Linked DNA regions of Mus musculus: region 2 is linked to region 1. Evidence: chromatin contacts called from public HiChIP or PLAC-seq data. All regions are on one chromosome and are shown on one strand. Each heading gives the region's core, a stretch centred on a gene start, on an enhancer-like site or on the middle of the called end of the contact. The rest is flanking DNA. Distances are from core to core; before and after follow the strand shown. Region 1 overlaps Trpm1 (transient receptor potential cation channel, subfamily M, member 1). Region 2 overlaps Fan1 (FANCD2/FANCI-associated nuclease 1).

What was found. HiChIP or PLAC-seq counts read pairs in DNA pulled down with a chosen protein or histone mark.
Region 2: a contact with region 1 is called in an HNF4G HiChIP or PLAC-seq map of pancreatic cancer cells. The contact joins two enhancer-like sites. A contact is called at or near these places in 1 of 39 promoter capture datasets (trophoblast stem cells), 1 of 484 Hi-C or Micro-C datasets (3T3-L1-derived adipocytes), 5 of 115 datasets of contacts at active chromatin or transcription factors (T-cell acute lymphoblastic leukemia, astrocytes, epiblast stem cells and 2 more) and 5 of 9 other capture datasets (adipose tissue, embryonic stem cells, liver and 2 more).

The regions. Positions count from the first base shown.
Region 1 is chr7:64,187,841-64,195,226 of GRCm38.p6, forward strand. All of the region lies in intron 1 of Trpm1 (transient receptor potential cation channel, subfamily M, member 1), which reads left to right. Among named protein-coding and RNA genes, the nearest start is that of Mir211, 14 kb to the right of the region's middle. Within about 2 kb of position 4,846, at least 88 of the 459 cell types and tissues checked have an H3K27ac peak or open chromatin away from gene starts, as enhancers often do. A contact at or near this core is called in pancreatic cancer cells, where this site is marked.
Region 2 is chr7:64,358,165-64,365,550 of GRCm38.p6, forward strand. Fan1 (FANCD2/FANCI-associated nuclease 1) reads right to left here. Exons shown (of 14, transcript NM_177893.4): 6 at 6,366-6,497; 7 at 4,968-5,076; 8 at 3,776-3,895. Among named protein-coding and RNA genes, the nearest start is that of Fan1, 12 kb to the right of the region's middle. Within about 2 kb of position 2,572, at least 81 of the 459 cell types and tissues checked have an H3K27ac peak or open chromatin away from gene starts, as enhancers often do. A contact at or near this core is called in pancreatic cancer cells, where this site is marked.

The DNA.
Region 1 (7,386 bases), core at 3,596-6,095:
CTCAGCACCCGGAGCAGTTATGAGTCTATATTGCTGCCCCAGCAGAAAGTGGCTTCTCTGGTCAAGATGGAAGGCAGCATTGATCTACGAGTACAAACATAAATATAAGGCAGTTTAACGTGTTCATTTAGCAAAACAACAGCAGTAGGTTCCCCTTGGGCCCTCTGACTACCTGAGTCATTGGCTTTTGAGCGGTTGTGCAGTACCAGGCATGAGTTCCCTCCCCTGAAAGAGGCCTCAGTTCTGATCAGAAAGCAGTTGGCTCTGCCCAGAGTCTCATGCTACTGTTGCACCAGTGGGCATGTCTTGCCTGGCAGGTTGACATTGTAGTCTAATCCAGCACTGGATAAGGCCAGTTTTTTCTCTCCCACTGGCATGCCCAGCACCTTCCAGTGCGGTGAAAACTAGCTGGCAGGGATGGTTTCAGGCCAGTTTCAAACTTCATACCTTATGTCCTGCAACCAAAAGCTATGCTACCTTCCTTTGCTCCTTCTCAGCTAGCTTGTCTTTTTGCTGTTGAGTGGCAAGACACCCTCACATGATCTAGGTACTAGACCCTCACCACATAGATTATTTGAGAATATTTCCTCCTGCTCTTCAGGATGCACCTTTAATGCGCCTTTATGCACATTTCTAACTTAATGAAATCGTTTGTCTACTTTCTGTTGTTGTTCATGCTTTGGTACCATTTAGACGTGCACTGCCAAGTCAAGATTTAGTCCCACGTTCCTCTTCCTTCTAAAAGATTTATGGTTCTAGCTCTTACTTCTAGGTCTGATCCCATTTGAGTTGGTTTTTGTGAGGGGCATGAGGTAAGGGTCTAAATTTATTCTCTGGTGTGTGAAAATACAACATTTTCAGCACTATCAGCACTGAGAGAGCTTGACACCCTCATTACACATCAGTTTCCCATAGATACATAGGGTTGTTTCTGAACACATTTATCATTGCAATTTTAAAAATCCTGTCTTGAGCATCAGCCAAGGGAACATTATGATGGAGTAATTAATAACCAAAACATCGTTTTGGTTATTTGTATTGTTTATGGTTTTGTGATGGATTCTAGGCATCTGGAATTAGACTATTGGTGGTGTTTCTTGGGGTGGATATTTGGTCTTGCTTTGTTGAGTAGAGGCTTGGAACTTTGCTGTTACCCAAGCTTGTCAGATGGTGGGCCAGATAAATGGCACTTGAGGTTCAGTCTTCGAGCCAATCTGTATTGATGTGAAAAAGGTGTCAAAAGTGGTCTTAACTCAGTATAGGCACATCTTCTGAACCCAGGAGCAACCCTCAGTAGGCTTAGAAGGTTTGTGTGTGTGTGTGTGTGTGTGTGTGTGTGTGTGTGTGTGCGCGCGCGCGTGCGTGTGTGTATGTTTTGAGACAGAGTTTCTCTCTGTAGCCCTAGCTGTCCTAGAACTTGCTCTGTAGACCAGGCTGACCCCTAACTCACAGAGAGTCACCTGCCTCTGCCTCCTAATGCCAGGAGTGCATCACTACCCAGCATGCTTAGAAGGCTCTTGCTGTCAATCTTCAGGAATGTGTGGAAGGCTCATTAGTGGTCTTTAGGTGGCAGAGGCTGGAGTCACAGTGAATGGTGCTTTGTGGAAGTGTGGATCAGGATGCTGTACCATCTTCTGGTGGAGATAGGTAGGGTAGAGGCCAAGCTGGTGGTTCTTATCTGGATTCAGGGACACAGGACACCACGAGGCACCAGGCATCTTGATATGTGGCATGACTGGGTCTGAAGATCTCTAACTAAGGATATAGTTGTCAGGAATTCACATGGTTCTGAGGTGGCACCATGGGTGGGTGGGGTGACTGGAAGGCAAGCAAGGGGGAGTGAGTCCAGGGGTCCCTGCTTCTCTTTCTGAATTTGAAATCCTCTTTTCTTGGTCTATGCCAGGTGTGAATTTTGGCTGAAACTGTGAAACATGAGTTCTCCAATCTTGTTCTTTTTGCTTTCCAAAGATTCACAGTCTATTTATCCATTGAAACCTCCTTTGAACTTGGGCATCAGCCCTGATTTTGTTTCTACAAAATAGGTCCATAGAATCTCCACAGGGTTGCCTCGAATCTGAGCATTGCCTTGGGTTGTTTTGCTATCTAAGTTTCCATGTTGGCCAAATAGAATGATACAGGTCTGCCATTGCAGTTCCCAGAAGCGAAAGCAGATAAATCACAAGTTCAAAACCATCAAGGCTATGTAGCAGGTATGGGACCAGTCTGGCAGCCATGAATCCTTGTCTCAAAACAAACACTAAAAAGGTGCCTCATTCGATCTCCCAGTGAGCAAAGAAAGATTTCTTCCCTTGCCTTTATCATTTTAGCTTGCTTTCTATTGCTGTAGTAAACGCCAATTACCAAAAGCCATTTGGGGAGGAAAGGGTTTATTTGGCCTACACATTGCTGATGGAAGAAGCCAAGGCAGGGGCTCTAGTAGAGCAGGAACCTGGAGGCAGAAATTGAAGCAGAAGCCATGAAGGAATGATGCTTACTGGCTTGCTCCCCATGGCTGTCTCAGCTTGCTTTGTTATAGAACTTAGGACCACCTGCCCAGGGGTGGGGCTACTCACACTAAGCAGAGCTCTCCCATATTAATCATCAATAAGGACATGATCTACGGGCCAACTTTATGGAGGTGTTTCCTCAACTGAGATTTTCTTTTCCCAGATATATCTAGTGTGTGTCAAGTTGACAAAAGCTAGCCAGCATAATATACTCCTTGTCAAGTTGACATACAACGTTTCACTGTTACTATAAGCCTTCCTTTCTTGTTCATCCCTAAGATCTCATATTAATAATGTTATAATATAAAACATTCCAACTTTTAAAAGTCCCACACTCTATAGAAATTCAAACACTTTAAACGTTCAGTTTCTACCCTGTACCCCCAAAACCCAATACAAACAAAAGTTCAGTCTCTTTAAAACATCCAATGTCTCTTTCAAAGTTCAAAGCCTCTCTAAAACTACAGTCTCTCTAGAAGTCCAAAGTCTCTTAACTGTGGGATCCCATAAAATAAAATAAAAAGTTACATAATTTTATACTCCAAGAGGGAAGAGTCAGGGCATGGTCATAATAAAACCAAAACCAACGTCCAATAGTGTAAAACGTTCAGCACCTGGCATCTGGAATGTACTCATGTTCCTGTGGGCTCCAAAGACCTCAACAGTGGCACTTCTCCAGCTCTGCCCTCTGCCACACACACAGCTTGTCTTGTGGACTCAGGCGGGCATCCCTCCATGGCTGCTGCTGTCCTTGGTGGTCATCTATGGTATCGGAGTCTTCAAAATGTTGGGCTCTGTACTGTAATTGGACGGTACCTTTCCCAATAGCCTCTCCTGGCCTCTCCTCAGAGACTCTAACCTTGTTACATGGGGCCAGGCCTCAGTCTCTTCCCATGACCCCTTCGGTATTGAAGCTTCAACTGCAACTGAGTCTGCACCTTCTCCAATGGTTCCTTATGGCCTGTGTGTGTGAATGTATATGTGTGTATGTGTATGTGTGTGTGTGCCTCTGTATATGTGTACATGTGTGTGCATATGAGTGTGTGTGCCTGTGTGTGTGTGTGTGTACACCACAGTGCAGATGTGGAGGCAGAGGACAGTCTGTAAAACACAGTTCTCTCTTTCTCCAGTGTGGATTCTGGGAACAGATTCCCAGGCTTGGTGGCAAGCACCTTACCTGCTGACTTACCTTACCGCATGACTCTTTTATAGGAGCCGTGAAGACGTTCTGGATGTAGACAGTGCCAATGGTCATATAGTCCCTGAAGTGGACCAAAAGCAATGAACTACAAGCTTTAAGGCAAATTTTAGGGCTTGTGGCTTATATCTCAATATATTCACATTTTGACAATTTCACATATACATACAATGTGTTTCGATCATATTCTCTTATTACTTTCTTTTATTCCCTCCTTCTCTTACTAACTCCCCTCTTTCCCCCAGCTAGTCCCCCTTCCAGTCTCTCTGTGTGTAGCACACTGAGTTCAATTGGGATCGATTGTCTAGGTGTGGGTGGGAGGAGAGTCACCATAGACCGACAACGTATCAGTCCACACTACTGAGGAAGACAGCTAACTTAAAGATCACTCTTTTCTCGGGGACTCCCAATTGGAGAATGGTTTCTTAATGTGTCCGGGCAATGTCCCCTGGCGCAGACAGCGTGAGTCCTGTCACTGGCTGGATGAGCTGGGACAACTTTTGACATTTCACATAGGCTAGCCCTGTGCTTTTGAGGGATACTGAGGGCCAAGCACCAGAAATAAAGTCTTCATGTGAGAGTCTAGGTAAACCCCCGAGGCACCATGACTCTCTGAGTCTGACACCAGCCTCAAGCCCACAGACAAGGGGCAGCTTCTCCTTCATTTTCTGGGGGCAGTTTGGAAGTGTTCAGAGCTGCTTCACCACAGAGACAGAGAAGCTGTGCCTAAACTTGAGACACAAGAGCCAGAAAGGCCGGTTGGCTCTAGGCCAGGGCCTCCCCTGAAGCAGAGGGTGGAGCAGGAAGGAATGACTGTGGGTTTTAATCCCCTGTGCACAGAAAGCTCTCTGGCTGGGGAGCCTGTCTGACTTTCTGCAGTGGACAGTTTCCCTGGCCAGTTGGTGCTGCCCCAGGTGCTCCCCTTGCGGCCGGGGGTGGGGTGTTCCACAGTGGAATCCCACAGTCACGTGCAGTGTGCAGGGCCATCAGTCAGTCACTTCACTTCCTGTAGGCTATAAGGAGAAACCAGAGTCTAGACCTCTTAAGTGCGACTGGCAGCTAGTTGTACTTTGTATGCCTGAGTCCAGCTAAGCCCCTGTGAGGGATGAGCAGCCGTGGGTGAGAGTCAGAGTCGTCTGCTCTAAATATACACACGAAACGAGTAGTTTGTCCTGGCTAAACTGGTCCAGTCATTTCACTGTGGACTTTGCTGTTAATTTTGGCCCAAGAAATGGCCATTGCGTAAACAGTCTCACGTAGCAGAAAGCCAATGTTTATGCCTGGAAGCCACTTTTCCCATTTCTGCCAGAGTAGAGTCACACCCTGCCTTTACAGCCCACCCAACTCACCCTCGTCCCTGCCCTAGCCGTCTCGAGAGTGTGCCTGCTCTCTCCCACCCTCCCTGTTGGGCCCTGTCCTTCATGTAGAGACGTGAAGGTCAAGTTGTTAATGTGCCTTGTAGCCTCTCATCCCCTAGGACCCCGACTTCTCTCAGCTCTTGTCATGGGCAAACTTCTCCAGCCTCTGACACTGTCTCAACCTCCTCACTCCGCCCTTTTACTGTAAAGCTCCGTTAAAAGCCTAGAGAATGCACTTTTATCTTACACAGGACACCTCGGCCACACTCACAGGTCATTCTACCAGAAAATAAACACCAGGCCCCATTGCTCATCAGGCTGCTCTCCCTTACACCCTTCCCACTGCTTGTCCAGGACCCACATGCTGGTACTCTCGAGGGGAGAAGCCAGTATTCTGAGGGAAGTAAGGGTAAGAAAAAAAGACTGTACTTGACCAGGACCACAAACAATGGCAGCCACTCAGAAAACCCCACCTTCTCAGAGACTGAAGGACAAAAGTCAAGCTGACACCCCATGGGGGTCACAGATGCCCTGCATGGGCTGAGAAGGAAAGAGAATCACACTTGAGATGGCTCCATCTCAGTGCTGCCTGGGTGGACCGAACAGGACCTAACTGCCAGAGGCACATTTCTCCTGGCCAACCTCCTCCAACTCCTGCCTTCTCATTATAATTATTTATTTATGCTCCTTCCGGTGCTCCCTTCTAGTCCCCTCCTCCGCAAGGCCCTCCTCACCCCCTTCTCCTCTGAGAGAGTTCCCCCTCTGTATCCCCACCCCCAACCCCCACCTGCAAATCAAGTCTTTACCAGATTAGGTCCCTCCTCTCCCACTGAGGCTACACAAGGCAGCCCTGCTGGGGAGCGGATACCACAGTCAGGCTACAGCTTTAGGGACAGGCCTCCACTCCAGTTGCTGGGGGCCCCACATGGAGACTGAGCTGCACATCTGCTACATATGTGCCGAGGGCCTCATTCCAGCCCATGTGTGTGTGTGTCTGTGTGTGTGTGTGTGTGTGTGTGTGTGTGTGTGTGTGTGTTCGTTCTGTGGTTGATGGTTCATTCTCTGAGAGCTCCCAGAAATCCCGGTTAGTTGACTCTGTTGGTCCTCTTGTGGGGTTCCCATACCCTTCCACTGGCTTCTTTATCCACCATATGGGACTATAGAGGACGGCCAGTGTGAGCAGGTCAGAGCCGGGCATCTGCCGTCTTTCCCATGCTCCCCACGAAGTGCCTTGAGAAGGCTCTCTCACCGAGCTGGAAGCTCACAGTTTCAGTCAGGCTGGCCAGCCAGGGAATGCTCGGGAGTTACCTGTCTTCACACACCTCCCTGCACTACTGGACTTACAAACCTATCTCTTTACACGTGTGCTAGACTCGAACTCAGGTTACCCAGAGAGCCATCTCCCCAACACGCCCTGCTCCTTGTCTTTCTTACTGTGACATGTCTGAAAGCGACAGAAAGGGTAGAGTCTAGGCACCATGTTGATTTTGTTGTTATAGTTGTTTATTTTTATTATTTTATACATATGGGTGTTTTGCCTGGGATCTGTGCATCCAGAAGAGAGTGAAGGGTCTCCTGGAATTAGAGCTACAGATGACTGTGAGCTACCTTGTGGGTGCCGGGAATTAAATCCCACGGCCCTCCAGAATAAAAGCTGGCACTCTTAACCACAGAGCCACCTCTCCAGCCCTTTGCTTTGTTTTGTCAGAGAGTGTCTTGCTACATAGTTCAATCTCTCAGCAATTCTCCTGCATCAGCCTCCCGAGTATTGTGTGTCTTAAACTGTGAACGGTGACCCAAGTAGAGAAGGGTGTCGATTTGGAGACCCAGAAACACGGCTGCAACAAAGGCTTCTGAGTTGGGGTGACCAGAAATCAACTCAAAGTCAAACACAGGATTCGAACATGTTTCTGGCGTTGCTCATTGGTGTGGTATGTATCGGTTCCACAGCGCCTGGGCCTTGAGCTCACTGCACAGAGCAGACAGGCATCATCAGGTCAGGATCTCTCGATATGGCCACCTGAGACACCAAGGCTCAGGCTGCAGTCTCTGATGAATCCTGGTGCTTCTGTTAACTGCTGTGCACTTAAAAAAACATGGTGACTTCATTATGGAGAGCAAAGATATTTAATATTTTCTAGCCACCTCTCCGCATGTAAGCACCAAATTAGTATAGCTTTAGATGTGTCAGCACGTCTGACTTTAAAAATTGCTGTCTGATTTGTTGACACGAGTTTCATTTTAAAAAGCGATTGAATGAGTTTCGCCTTAGGATTGAGAAAACATTTCCAACAACTTCTGAAATGGCCCTAAACACATTCTG
Region 2 (7,386 bases), core at 1,322-3,821, 170 kb after region 1:
AAGTAAAAACTGTCTCGTGCTGGCCAGGATGTGGAAATCCAGAGCCCGAGTGGCTTACTGGCGGGAATATAAAAATGGAGGGAACACTGCAAACAACACTGGCAGCTTTCCTTTCTTTAAGATTTACTTATGTATATGAGTGCTGTCTGCGTGTATGTCCGTACATCAGAAGAGGGCATCAGATCCCATTACAGATGGTTGTGAGCCACCATGTGGTTGCTGGGAATTGAACTCAGGACCTCAGAAAGAACAAATGGTCAGTGCTCTTAACTGATGAGACAGCTCTATAGCCCTCAGTCTGGCAGCTTTTAAAGAGCCAAACATAAAGTTGCCACAGGAGGTACGTTCCTAGATCCATCCCTAAAGAATTGAAAATAGGCACTTGAGAATTACTCCATACCCACATCCACAGCAGCAATATTCCCAACAGCCAAAGGGCGGAGGGAGCCTGAGAATCCATTTACAGGTGACTGTACACGCCACACCACATCCATCATTCATCCATCATTCATCGCTGACAACAAATGAAGTCACAACATGCTGGAGTAACGATGGAACTCTGATGCAAACACCAAGGCAAATGAACCAGGAAACCGGGCCATGAGGGTGGCCAGCAGGATTGTTGGAAAAAGGTTAAAAAGAGCCAGACATTGTCAGCTTCCATGGGCAGGAGCCCAGGGAGACAGCTCTGTAGGTAAAGCACTTGGTGCCCAAGAGTGAGGAATCCTCGGAATGCATGAGAACCAGGGCACAGCAGCGACCATTCTTTTGTAGTCCTAGTATTCCTGCAGCAAGAGGAGGGGAAACAGGAGAAGGACCAGCTAGCCTGGGCCATGCTGCAGTGAACCAGACCTGCCTCCAACACGGTGAAAGCTGAGGCCCACCACCTGAGGTTGTCCTCCTGATCTCCACATGCACACTGTGGCACCTGCATAAGCACGGTCACGCGCAGAACACACACACACACACAGATACACATGCAGATATTCATGCACAGATACACACAGATACACAAATGCACAGAGAAATACACACAGATATTCATACACAGATATACACACACACACACAAATAAACACACAGATACCTACACACATAAAAACAGACATACAGATATGCCCATATACAGAAAAACACACAGATACACACACATAGATATACACACACACACACACAAACACACACAAATGTCCACACACAGATACAGATACACACAGATATTCACACAAATACACATACAGATACACACACAAATACAGAAACACACACAGAAATACACAAAGATACACACACACACACACAAATAAACACACAGATACCTACACACATAAAAACAGACATACAGATATGGCCATATACAGAAAAAAACACAGAGATACACACACACACACAGAGTTAAAGAGGCAGAAAGGCTAAGTTTAACTCTACTCCCAAAACAGCGAGGAAGCAGGAAGCCTATGGAACCCGAGGGGGAGGGTAGAAATGGGCAAAGACCTCAGTCTTTTCGTTTGCACTAATAACTAAACAGGTACAACAATGTAAGTATAACACACACCACAGAATCATATCTAAAGTGGCGTAAAGGGCAAACTTTGCACACATTTTATCCTAATAGAAAAATGAGAGACGGGCAGGATGGCGCAGTAGGTAAACCCACTGCAGCCAAGCCTGAAAACTCAAATTTAGTCCTGGGACCCATATGGTGGGAGGAGAGAAATGACTCCCCACAAGTTCACCTCTGACCTGCCCATGTGCACACGCACATGCATACACATTCTAAATATACTTTAAAACTTTAAAGAAAAACTTAAAAACAAAACGAAACCAAAGCCCGAGGAACAAACGGAAGCTCAAGCCTGGGGAACTAATGATGGGTGTAAAGGAACCGAGACGGGCGAGCAGGACCCTGCCGCGTATGCTGGTCCTGGAGAGGGGACCTGGCGTGGGGAGGGGTGTGTCCCTGCACGTGTGCCCTGCAGACAGACAGAAGACACAGAAGACAGAGGATGTGGGCACAGGGTAACAGGAGCTGTGTGGATGGTACTAATGCACTGGGAAAGGGTTAAAAGGAACTAGAACTTTCTTAGCATCCATGAACAATGAGCTCAGCGGCCTGTCTGGCCCTATGACTGCGGCAAAGGTCTGCAGAACTGTGAACAAGGAGGGATGAGTAACATCCTCGGCCATGAGTACAGTGAGAGCCGAGAGGTAGCACAACAGACACACGTGCTCGCCTTCCCAGGCTGGGTGCTGGTCAGCCCCGCCCTGCTATGCAAGCCTTAGCGTGCAGCAGGAGGAAGAGGCCCCATTCCCACCTCCAGGACAGAGATCAGTTTCCGTTGGCTTTTCATGGGCACCAGAGGCAACAAGGTGCTGGTTTAGTAGAAAGCTGTGAAAAAAATCCTACGGCATACCTCCACATTCCATGGGCAATTTTTTCCAGCCCTCTTTCCCCCAGATTCACTAAATGTACCACTGGAAAAACAAATCCTCCCTGAGACACAGTCCCTTCCATTCAGTTCAAACACGGGGCTGGAATGGAGACAGTCGGGGAGGGAACCCACAGGCCGCCACACAAAGAGTCACTGTTACCAGCCTGGCTCAGAGGCAGTGGCCTCAAAGGCCCCACCCTGCCCAGCCACAGGAGTGACAGGATCTGTCTATTTCAAGTCCCCAAGTTCCCTGGGGCCTGCCAGAGAAGGTGGCCTGTTCAGAGATGGGGCAAAATGCCCTGCAGAAGCACAGAGGATACTCTTCAAGCACCTGCAGTGAGAAAAGGGAGAGACTGACTCCCATCAGCCTTTGTAACAAGAAGCACTGAGCAACAAGTCTATTAAGCCACCATCTCCAGCCCAGACTGTGGCTGAGACACAGAGACAGACAGAGACACAGAGAGAGAGAGAGGACAGAGACAGAAGAGAACCACTATGAACCTGCAGACAGCTGAGACACACCGGTCCTCTCTCTCCTTGATTGCATTTCCTGGAGCCCACTATCAACCCCTTTCCTCTTCCACTCAGAGCAGACAGACATCTCCTGCCTTCATTTAATGCTAGTGTTAGAATTACCCCTGCTTTCCTGGGGTAGGGGATGAGGTTGGAAGAAATCAAAGAATGTTAGCCAAAGGAAAAATATCTTCTAATTATATTTGGAAATTTCATTTATTAAGTTTTGATTTGACTATCACATTTGTTATATTAGTGGTTTCTAAAGTTTTTTATAAAAACTAAATATTTAAAGGCTTTTGTTTTTATCTGGAGTAATTTTTCCATGTGTTATAGAGAAATACATCACTATTAATAAAAACCATACATTTTACTATTTTTTCTCAGGACCATAAATTACTTTTTTGGTGATAGCACTAACACAGAAATTAATGGGAAAGGAGAAGGAAAGGGGGAAGTGGTGCAATTACATTTTAATTAAAGTAAAATAAATGGCCAGTACGGTGCACGCCTTTTACATCAGCAACGGAGAAGCAGAAGCAGGTGGATCTCTGGGTACTTGAAGCCAGCCTGCTATACATGGTGAGTTCTAGGACAGCCAGAGCTACACAGTGAAACTCTGTTCTGACAGACAGACAGACAGAGTTACACAGTGAAACTGTACCCCTCCAACAAACAAATAAGCTAATTAAAGGAAGGTGCTTTCGTAGGCTTTGGTAGCTCAGTGGCCAAGTGTTTGTTTAACTATGCCTTGAGTTCCATCCCCGGTGCTGAAGCACTTAGAGTTTGCCATTAAGAACCAAATAAGCAGCGGGGTATGCTGCCAGTACCTCTTCCAGACGCTTCAGGTGCTGGTGCAGGTTAAGAGCCAGGCGATCCCACCAGCGGCCTCTGCTGTCAGGACAATAGATTTTCTGAGACAAGAGGTTTTCAAGTTCCTTGACAGCTTCCTATGGCAACAATGAAAAGAAAGGTGGTTAGATGCTGGGAACATGGGTTCTAATCACAGTCAGACGCCAACAGGGTTGCTGAGGTCCATCTGCAGTGAAGGCCAAGGACCAGCCCTGACAGGCAGCAGTTTGAGATGTTCTCCTGTATGACCATAGCTGCCTGAGCACCTGTACTTGACCCCAGGTCTCTGCCTAGTGATGCTGAGCCCTCAGAGTCTGTGGGCAGGTGCTGGTCTTCTCCACGTCACCTCTGGCAGCCCAGCCACCCAGGGTCCTGGCTATGTACAGGGAGCTAAGCACTGGCTGGTGCTGCCATACCCTGACACTCTGGGAAGCCAGCAGGCTCTAGACCCTCTGAGATTTGAGGCACGCTGTCTGTCAGGAAGGACAGATGGAAAGGGACAGAGGAAGGGAGAGGAGTCCTTCAGTCTGGGATCTGGCTGTGAGTCAGAAACTTCAACACAACTGATGAAGCATAACTTGCCAGGAGAATGCTCCTGTCTTCCCAGAGTAAAAACAGCAAACCAGGTGCCCCTGACCTTCACCCTGCCCCAGCTGTGTACCCAACAAAGCCACCTAACAATGTCAAAGGGAATCTTTCTTAAGATAAGGGAAACACCTTGAATTAATTTAATTTCCAACTTTGCTTTACCTTTAAATCTTGTCAACTCTAATACGTTCCTTGTGAAATGGGGGAGCTTTAAGAGCTTCCGAATGACAGATGCGGCATCTTGTCCATGGATCGTCCTGGGATTCAGGGGAGCTAAGTCAAAGACCCAGCTTGCCATTTTCCCGTTGTAAAAAGCATATACTAATACAGAAATACCAGACACAGTAAAAGGGAACTCTGGGATGTCTTAAGCTAAGGATGTCACCAAATTATTATTTGCAGCTACATCTCTAGACAATACCCCACAGATGACAAGGGGGTACGAGCTTTTTACCCACAAGATCTAGGGTAACTGAGTCTCCCACCAAGCTCCGAGACCCAGGTAAGCTGAATGGGCTCCTCCCAGGCTCTGTGCATGGCCAGCGAGCCTTCCCAGTGAAGGGTGGAGGAGGGTGCTCTAACCTCGTACATGTGAAGCCTCTCTAGGACTTCAACAGCCCGAGAGGAAATCCTTGTGTAGATCCACCCGACGGTAAAGCAGCGCAGGAAGGGCGGCAAGGCCTCGTGGTACCTGAAAGGACAAGGCATGCCAGGGGTTAGTAACTGGGCTCATACAAACTGTAAAAAGTGACAAAATGTGGGATTTCTATCTTTGAGATGATATATTTCAATACTTTGAGTTGTGTGTTCCATTTTCTGGACTATAAAATTAGATCATCACAGCCAAGCCCCTGTCTCAGGATGCTAGGAGAGGTGAGAAGAGAAGACATAACAAGATTTAAAATGGAGGTCAGCATTTAAACCTCATCCACAAACCTGGACAAGTCTTCACATTTCCTAAAGCCTGCAGCAAACGGTGACTTTACCTTCTTCAAACATCATTTAAAAATACACTCTACTATTGACCCTTCTGTATATGTTGCCACGACTACTTGAAACTAAGTTCATTTTGTAACTGACATATAAACACACAGAAACTGCATGAGGCTCTAATACATGCCAACTCTGTATCCAAGGTGAACGTTAGACATTTTTCACTTCTGTTTTGGGGCAGTGTCTCAGTTGGGGTTATTGTTGCTGTGATGAAAAGCAATTTAGGGAGGAAAGCTTTTGTTTGGTTTACACTTCCACATCATTGTTCATCACTGAAGGAAGTCAGGACAGGAACTCAAGCAGGGCAGGCACCTGGAGGCAGGAGCTGATGCAGGGACCAGGGAGGGGTGCTACTTACTGGCTTGCTCAGCCTGCTTTCTTAAAGTTCCCAGAACTACCAGTCCAGGAATGGCCCCACCCACAATGGGCTGGGCCCTCACCCATCATCACTAATTAAGAAAATGTCCTACAAGCTTGCCAAGAGCCTGATCTCATGAAGGCATTTTCTCAATTGAGATTCCCTCTTCTCAGATGACCACAGCTTGTGTTAAGCTGACATACAACTAGCCAGTGGAGGGAGGCTGTGTACGTTTGTGTTCAGGTGTGTGCAGACACACGTGTACAAGGATGGCCAGAAGCTGACACTGTTCAGGTGTGTGCAGACACACGTGTGCAAGGATGGCCAGAAGCTGGCACTGTTCAGGTGTGTGCAGACACACGTGTACAAGGATGGCCAGAAGCTGGCACTGTGCCTTCCTCAACCCTTCCCCTTGGTCTCTGGGTTTGCCTTTAATGTTGTTAAGTTATTGACTATTTCATATATGTTATACAATGTATCTTCCTTTCTCATAGCCTCCCTCCACCCCCATTACCTTCTTCTACCCCTCCAACTTTCTCTGAGCTCTGAGCTCAAGCTATGGGTCCCACCATCATCACAGGAAAGCAAACAAACAACAAACAACAACAAAAACCCACCCAAACACTCACCTCAGGGAAGGGTGGCTTTTCAGTTGTTCCCAGTCCCTTTTTGCACTCCGAGCAAGCTCCTTAGCGTCCTCCCAGTTCCCACTGGCCATGGCAGCTGAGATGTCACTCAGCATGTGTGCGGCTGCTGCGTATCTAAGGAGAATGCCATGCAGGTCTTAAGTGGAGGAACACTTACAGGACAACTGCAACCTCCTGGCCACTGGGCTTACCCAAGAGGAGAAAAGCATGTTTGTGAAAACTCAGGGGACATGGGGGGCACGGCGGTGCTCGCCTCCAATCCCCGCACTGGGAAGCAGAAGCAGAAAGAAGCAGGTGGATCCCTGGGTTCTAGTCCTACAACGTGATTTCCAGGCCAGCTAAAGCTACCCAATAAGATCCTGCCTCAAAAATTAAACAAAACAAAACGAAATGCACTAAGTGAGTATATGTAAGCTGCATCCTAGCAATAACATAATATAGGTCTCCCCTCTGCTCTACAAGAAAGGCAGAAGCATCTACACTGTAAGCTTACAAAGTTTGCCCCATTACATAAATGCCATACTGATTGAATCAGAGTTCCTGGGTCCTGGCATTCATCTATCCAACAAGCTGAGAGCCACCAAGCGAATGTGGAACTGAATTCAGCATTGTAGCGAGACGGCAGTTTGACACAGTAAGCAACGTAATCAGAGGTGCCATAGAGATACTGCCCAAGCCCACAGAACTGCAGGGTATTTCCAAATCGGGAACGCTTCAGGGAGAAGGCAATGATGAAATTTCATTAACTATTTAGTGGAGAAATATGAGGTTTCATTACTTCGTTAGATATGAAAACCAAAGACACGTGACTAACAGGATCTGAGACACTGAGAGCATAGTCACTGTATTTTGGAGAAGAACAGCATGCAATACCAGGAATACAAACACTAATATTAACAAGAAAGCACCTGGCAACCAGAAGTCACATTTGCTCACAAACCCACAGACCCAACTATTTAGGATAGTCTACTAGACTCCAAGGTCAGTAAGAAAACAGAAAAGC